Linked DNA regions of Mus musculus: region 1 is linked to region 2. Evidence: chromatin contacts called from public promoter capture Hi-C data. All regions are on one chromosome and are shown on one strand. The core of a region is the stretch at or near the end of the contact, and the rest is flanking DNA. Distances in the headings are between cores, read along the strand shown. Region 1 has its middle 7.2 kb from the start of Gm41844. Region 2 holds the start of Lgi1 (leucine-rich repeat LGI family, member 1).

Region 1 (3,830 bases), core at 1,274-3,773, 110 kb after region 2:
TATAAACTATGCTAAAATGTAGTATCATTCAGCAAATGAGATGAATCAAACAGAACCCAGTTAGACAAATTCCACAAATACTGGTGGAAGAAGTCACATAAAAGCATGCTCTGTTAATCCATTTTGTGCCGCCATAACAGAAAACTCAAGACTGGATACCTTTTTGAAGAATAGAATTTGTTTTACAGTTCTGAAGGTCCCTAAGGTCCAAGGTCAAAGGGAGGGATTTCTTGCTGCCTCACCCCATGACGGAAGGCAGAAGGGCAAGAGGGCACATGCATTAGAGGCACAGGGGATGGCGACTAACTCATCTTTCTTAGAAACCTATTCTTGCAGTGACGAACGCACTCCAGGTTAATGACATTAACCTACTCAACTGTAGGCCAGCTCATTTCTTAAAGGTCCCATCTCTCAACACTGCAACATTGAGGATTGCATTTCCAATTGTGGGGTTCAGGAAATTGCCATACCAACCACGAATACACCAATCTCAGTTAAGCAAGAAAAGTTTATTGAACACACACCATAATACTGGACGTCCAGGTCCACGAGAAGGAAAAACCTAATTGTGGCACCAGTCTGCTCTCAGGGTAGACTTTTTATAGGGAAAACCAGGTTCAAAAGTTTAAAGGGCAAGGAGGGGAGCAGATGGCTCACTAGGCAAAGTATTATCAGCTAACCTTTAAGCTGCTTGGTCCTGGGTAAGGCAAGGGAGGTGGTGGATGGGTGGCAAACAGGGGAATTTCAGAAGATTCAGATAACAGAGCACAAGTATTATAATCACAACATTTTGGCTTACTAGTAGCATTCTTCAGTGTTACCCACAAAAATCACAGTGAGCTCATACATAGATGCAGGAAGGGCTGCCCTGTGGTTAGCTCTGACCCAAGATAATTTAGACATAACAGTTCATACCGACCTTTGATTTGATGGGTCCTACATAAACCTTTGTGGAATGTCTTAAGACTAACTAGCAAACCTCATACTGCTCATTCAGAGCATAGAGAACAAAACAGGGTGTGTGGTCAGCATGTCCTTGAGCCAAGTCACTTCTCTGTGTCAGTGACTGGCAGGCATGTTACAGCAACAATGTTAACTAGCTGGCAGGCATGGACCAAAATGGCTACAGCTATAGGGGTTGGGGGTCTGGCCAATACATAATATCAACTTCTGAGGGCACACTCAAAGCATAGCAGATGAAAACTACATAAACACCTGAGGTTTAGATAAGCAGATAAGTGTAGTTTAGAAGTCTGAAGAGCTTATCTTTGGAGGGTATAGTGAAGAGCCATCCATGGAGTGGCCATTTTGAGAACTATTCTCTGCTTCTCTCTCTCTCTCTCTCTCTCTCTCTTAAGATTATTTATTTATTTTATGTATGTGAGTACACCATTGCTTTCTTCAGACATACTAGAAGGAGGCACCAGATCCCATTGCAGATGGTTGTGAGCCACCATGTGGTTGCTGGGAATTGAACTCAGGATCTCTGGAAGAGCAGTCAATACCCCTTAACCACTGAGCCATCCCTCCAGCCCCTATTCTCTGTTTCTTGATCTGGGTCATGTTGACATGAGCATGCTCAGTGAGTGAGCTTTCTTTGAGCTATACATTTCCATGGTTTCGGCAGTAGTTGAAACTACACCATCAAATACTGGATTTCAGAAGGCATTGGAGGCTTGGTTGATTTATAGGCCCAGTATTGCCTGGGTGGATGGTGTATCTTGGTGGTCCATACTTGGCTGACAATATAGCAAATAGATAAATGGAATCAAGAAACCATTGATAAATGACTTATATATAATTATGGATCTTGTTAGTATCGTTATACAATTGTTTTTCTTCATTTCATAGCATTCTACTCCAAGAAGAGTGTGGTTTCTCAGAGATACCACAAACCCTAATGCAAACCACGGAGTATCACGATTGTAGCAATAGCTGGCAAAGCATGCTGCCAGCTCAGTGGTCTCAGAGTTAAAGCCAAAAGATCAGGTGAAAGAAATTGCTCTAATGAGGTGCTGCTCTCAAAAGCCTGAAATCCTGTTAATGCCCTGCCTGAGAAGCAGGGGAAAACTGTCCAGACCACCCACTGAAGTATCTAAAGTCTTGAATTCTAATCCCATCTCTGCGCCTCCCTTTTAGTGTGACTGTAAGCAAATCAGTTGACATCTCTAAGCTTCACTTTCCCCATCTGTAAGTTGAAGATAAAACACACACCTTAAAGAGAAAAAAGAGCGTTTGCATCTGGTGTTGGAAATGAATCCTCTCATCTTCTTAGCCGCTAAATAGTTTTCTTCTTCTATTTTCTATAGGAGAAAACAAGATCGGGGAAGGGGGAGGCTCAGATGGGAGTCATCACTCTCCTGAAACCACAGGGCTGGTTAGTGAACGGGACTCCAGAGCCTGGCTTTTAACAATTACTGAACTGCCTGGTTAAATTCCCCGGGGGTCAATGAACCGATGCACCTAATTGTGTGTGGCATATTTGGAGCATTTCAGAAACGTTAATGATTAAAAGGAGAGCAGAGTGGAACCCAGATATTGGACCATAACAAATCTGAGGTTAACAGGGATCATCTCTGAGCATGCCCAGTCTCCAAGCATAGATAAGTTCACAGAGGAAGGTAAAGGTTCCCGGGGTGTTAGGAATAATTTATGTACATAGGAGCCACGGTTCTCAGGAACTGATTGGAGAGAGAGGATCTACAAAGAAACACGCAACAAGGTCTGCAGGGTGCCCTCTGCCCAGGAAACTGCAGGGGTGCAGCCCTCTGACTCGAGGCCAGGAGAGCTAGGAGAATCAGAGAGCTCTCCAGCCACATATACCCCGACCCCTGTCTCCCAGGCCAGTTTGTCAAGCTTGGAGCAGAGAGCCGAGGTCTGGATCCTGTAGTCTGAGTGAGAGTAGGCAATGCCAAGGCCAGTGAGAGGTCATCTGTGAGAGGTTGGGACCCTGTCTCTTTCGTCTCCCATTTCATCTCTGTTGTCTAGTGTAAACACTTAGATGTTAGCCAAATCTGCTACATTTTTAAAAATGGGATGAAGATAAATACATCAGGGTCTAGAAGGGAAACGGACATAAATATTTCAGATGGAACACAGGACTTCAAAGAAACCTCCAAAGTCTTACAAGAGTCGTACACTCTGTCTCCAGAGAGTAAAACTGTAGAACCCCGAGTTCATATGTTTTACTACTGGTAATATTTAGCTACAAAACTCTGAAAGGCTGGGAAGGCACTAAACCAGGTTTTCTCTCCCCTCTTAGCTTTTCTGTCTCTGGTGCTCATCGTTAGATCCCAAGCCAGCTCAGGCTGCTGCCCAGGTCATGTTCATTTACAGCTGAGTCTCTCCCCTCCCTCACAGCTGATTTTCACACAGCTCCCAGGCTAATATACTCTCCTCAGTCCCATTTGTCACCCAGCAATCAGAGACAGCCTGGCTGCCAGCTCTGTATAAAGGATCCATCAATCACATGACATAGACCCTCTTTCCTTCTTCTGAGAAGGGACATTACCACCCCACTAGGCCACATGGGCCTGAACTCTCCTTAGAGTTCCCATCATGTCTGTCTGTCTGACGTCTGTCTGTCTGTTTATAGTGTTAATTACCCTCTGAATAAATCTTATTCAACAGGACAGACTGTCTCAGTGTCTCCTAAACCCAGAATGTTTTTTCTCTTCTCTGTAGTTAGGAGCCAGAACTGAAGCGTGGCCAAGGCTGGTGCTAAGGATCATAGGTAGCTCATGTGTCTTGGTGGGGATGTAGACCCAAGTTAACTGCAACTATGGCTCTAGGTTCCCATGGAGCCTTTTGCTAATGTTCTCTTTGGATTA
Region 2 (3,493 bases), core at 946-3,445:
AAAAGTTATTAAAAATCAGGGAATTAAGAGAGCGGCAATTTGAATAAAATGACGGTATAAAATCCTCACCGTGTAATCTCCTTATATGCAGAGAGATCCCATCCTGCACTTGCAGAAGGATTCAATTTTTAAAAGATTCAACTTGTGGCCACCTTTGAAGTGATACATTACTGGTGAGCTGAGGCTTGCCCACGGGTCTGGGTTTCCGAGAACAGTCTCTTTCATCCACAGTGGTAACACAGTCCATTTTACAGGCAGGGCTTCTCTAAGACCTGTCTTTTTGAAACATGCACCAGGAAAGAATTTCTGCTTAAAGCAGCAGCAGCAGCATCCTATGGCTCGGCAGAGCACCCCAGGCTTTGCACAAGCTGTTCCCTCCTCGCTCCTTCACTGTTTCTTCATAGAAGTGTGCCCTGACCTCTCCGACCAAGGCAAGTCCCTTTATTATAACACTGTGGGGCAATTTGAAGTATATTAGGTGAATATATGATTACTGCATGTGAATAGACCATGCATTGTCCAACGAGCTCCTACAGGCACGTTGGATACCCCCACCTTGTACACAGTGAATGCTGGCCCTGGTTTGCAGCAGTTTCCACTTCCATGAAGCTTTTAATCCTCTCGAATCAACATTATCACCACCACCATCATCATCCTCATCCCAGCAATCCAATAAGAGTGTGAACATGACTAACACTGCCCTCCTCTCACAAAGCCAATAGAGTTAAAGGAGCCATTGAGCCCGGAGTCAGTTGTAACACCTACCTGTAATCCCACAACTTTGGAGGCTGAGGCAGAAAGAACAAAACCTAAGATCATCACAGGCTACATAGACAGACAGCAAGGCTCTTTTTTTTTTTTTTTTTTTAAGCCAACAAACAAAAGGAGTTCACTGAAGTTGGCCTAGGGTCAGCTACAAGGGGCGGGGGGGGGGGGGGGAGAATGGCAAGGCAAAGACCTCTGATAAGGGTGGCTTTGTCTCATAAAGGCACGGGTACTCGAACAATTCATTTTATACGTTCAATTTTTAAAAGCAAGAAAAGGAAGGACCGTGCTTGACTTACCAGAGTGGCTATGCCACCATGAGGGATGGCCGCCATCAGCTTGGTCAAAGGACATTCTTTTCTACTGTCCTAAGGATATTTTCACTCTCTGGGGCTGGACAACCTCACAGCCAAGGTCACACTATTTTGATTTTGTCCTTAAACAAACTTCCCTTTCCAAGAGAGTGTCTTCTTCTTCCCTATGATATATGCCAATAAGAGCCTGTGATTTTTATTTGGTTCCCACAGTCATGAGGAGACCATCTGTCCTATCGTCTCTATCATCCCTAATGTCCCCACTCTACAGGCAGGATAGCTCCCTTGTCTGTAAAAATCCGCTCTTTCCAGATGACCTGGGATCTCCAAGTGGGGTCTCTAGCTTACTCTAGCACTTCACTTTATTGCAGCCTGCTGGGTGAGCCAGACCCAGTTTCAAAGCCCCAGGAAGCTGGAGTTGGCTGCCTCCTGCTGGCAGGGAGTACGTTCCAGCCTTTTAGAAGGAACACTGCCAAAGAAGGGAGAGCAAGAAGGGAGGAGACTGGATTATACACAGGGGCGGCTTACCATTCTGTCGCCTCCCTGTCGTGGAGGGAGGAGTGGGCTGTGCAAGGTGGTGGGGGATTATGAAAATCAATAATTTGTAATAGTTGATAAGTGTCAGAGAAGTATTCAGTCACACTGTATTCCCCTGAAATTGACAGTCTCCGTGTGTTCACGGGTTTTTCATTCAACGGTGGCATCAACCAGGTGGGCTCTGCCAGGGAAGGCACGGATTTAACAGCAGACAGCTTCATTTAACTTCCTCTTCCCAGCCAAGACTGTCCCCCAAGCTAGTTTTTCTTACTAGGCTGTTTGCTACATGAAGAGCAAATTCCCAGAGGTTCCCGAGATTGCCCACATCCTATGCTAAGATGCTATGCCCCACCGCCCGCCCGCCCACCCACCCACTAATAAGACATAATGCCGTCCTATTTTTGGTAACAATTAAAGGGCCTCCCGGTGAAAGCAGAAAGCTGTTTATTTTCTGTTACATCACTTCGCTTGCCTTCGAAGACTGGTCTGTGCTCAGTGTTTTCTGTGAAGTGAGTCGGCTCTCTTCCTCCAGCAGTTGGCTCGCTCCCACCTCGCAGCACCTCACAGGTCTCTTCCCCCAGCAGTGCGCTGCCTGAGCGAGGAACAGCTCACGAATCAGCTGGAGGTCCCTGTTTTGAAAAAAAAAAAAAAAAAAAAAAAAGCAGATAGAGAAGCAGAGAAGGGTGGACTCCTATGTGACCTGTTCTTAGAGCAAGACAATCAGCAGCTGAATTCCAGAAGCCCTGTTCATGTGTGGGGATATTCTCTCGACTGCATGGAATCAGAAAGCAGCAGAAGGATGGGAAATGCCTGCATTCCCCTGAAAAGAATTGCCTATTTCCTATGCCTCTTTTCTGTGGTTTTGCTGACTGAGGGGAAGAAACCAGCGAAGCCAAAATGCCCTGCCGTGTGTACTTGTAGCAAAGATAACGCTTTATGTGAGAATGCGAGATCCATTCCACGCACCGTTCCTCCTGATGTTATCTCACTGTAAGGCCCGTAAGCATTTTGATATCTAATTTACAATTTAAAAGAAAAAATCCAGCTGGTGGATTTGGGGGTTTGTATGTATTCTGAGAGGGGCATGGAGCTCGTGAGACAGATTCCTCTTGCATGCCTGACCATTTGACAGCACTAACATTTTCCTGCATTTAAAATTTGTGATTTTTTGATAAGCTGCTAGTGATCATGCTTAGTTAGCCCCCACCCTGGACATTATCCGGAGGCACCTGGAGCAGGCTTCTCTTTCTCTCTCTCTCTCTCTCTCTCTCTCTCTCTCTCTCTCTCTCTCTCTCTCTCTCTCTCTCGCTTCCTCTAGGAAGGGACAGAATCGTACTTTATAAAATAGTGGGGGAATATAGCAACTGTTATGGTAAATTGGATTAACATAAGATCTATTCTCTGTGTGTGTCTCTTTGTGTGTGTGTCTGTTTGTTTTGTGTGTGTGTGTGTTTTGTTTTCTTTCAGATCCTTTGTGAGATCTGGTTTTACTGAAATCTCAGAAGGGAGTTTCTTATTCACACCATCGCTGCAGCTCTTGTGAGAAACATTTATATAATGACTATTTTTAATATGGCATGTATTCGGATAAGCCTTCTAGTAAAACGAGCTTAATATTGTTTCTGTTGAATGTGATGATGCTTCTGAAAGGGGCGAGAACATGGGTAAAGCGGGAGATAGATGGGTTATTTGTAACTTCACATCCACCATAAAAGTTGATTCTTTAAATTCAATTACCTGTGATGCTGTCTAGCTTAATGGCTATTTGTGAAGTTGTTGGGACGATGCAACAAGAATACTAATTTTGATGATCTTACTTTCATTTTTAACTTGGGGAACTTCGGTTATTTTGCGCTGGAGTTCTTGGGTTTGTCAAT

What was found. Promoter capture Hi-C pulls out the DNA fragments that hold promoters and counts their contacts.
Region 1: a promoter capture Hi-C map of liver shows a contact between it and region 2, with 2.8 times the contacts expected there. A contact is called at or near these places in 5 of 39 promoter capture datasets (cranial neural crest, embryonic stem cells, frontonasal cranial neural crest and 2 more), 2 of 130 datasets of targeted methods (a beta-TC-6 cell line and embryonic stem cells) and 1 of 9 other capture datasets (adipose tissue).

What each region holds. Positions count from the first base shown.
Region 1 is chr19:38,370,133-38,373,962 of GRCm38.p6, forward strand. No RefSeq gene overlaps it. Among named protein-coding and RNA genes, the nearest start is that of Gm41844, 7.2 kb to the right of the region's middle.
Region 2 is chr19:38,262,492-38,265,984 of GRCm38.p6, forward strand. It overlaps Lgi1 (leucine-rich repeat LGI family, member 1), which reads left to right and starts at 2,196. Exons shown (of 8, transcript NM_020278.3): 1 at 2,196-2,606; 2 at 3,084-3,155. The coding sequence starts at 2,392. It overlaps Gm32771 (a long non-coding RNA gene), which reads right to left. Exons shown (of 6, transcript XR_003952844.1): 6 at 2,043-2,245. Gm32491 (a long non-coding RNA gene) reads left to right here. Exons shown (of 3, transcript XR_386684.3): 3 at 92-171.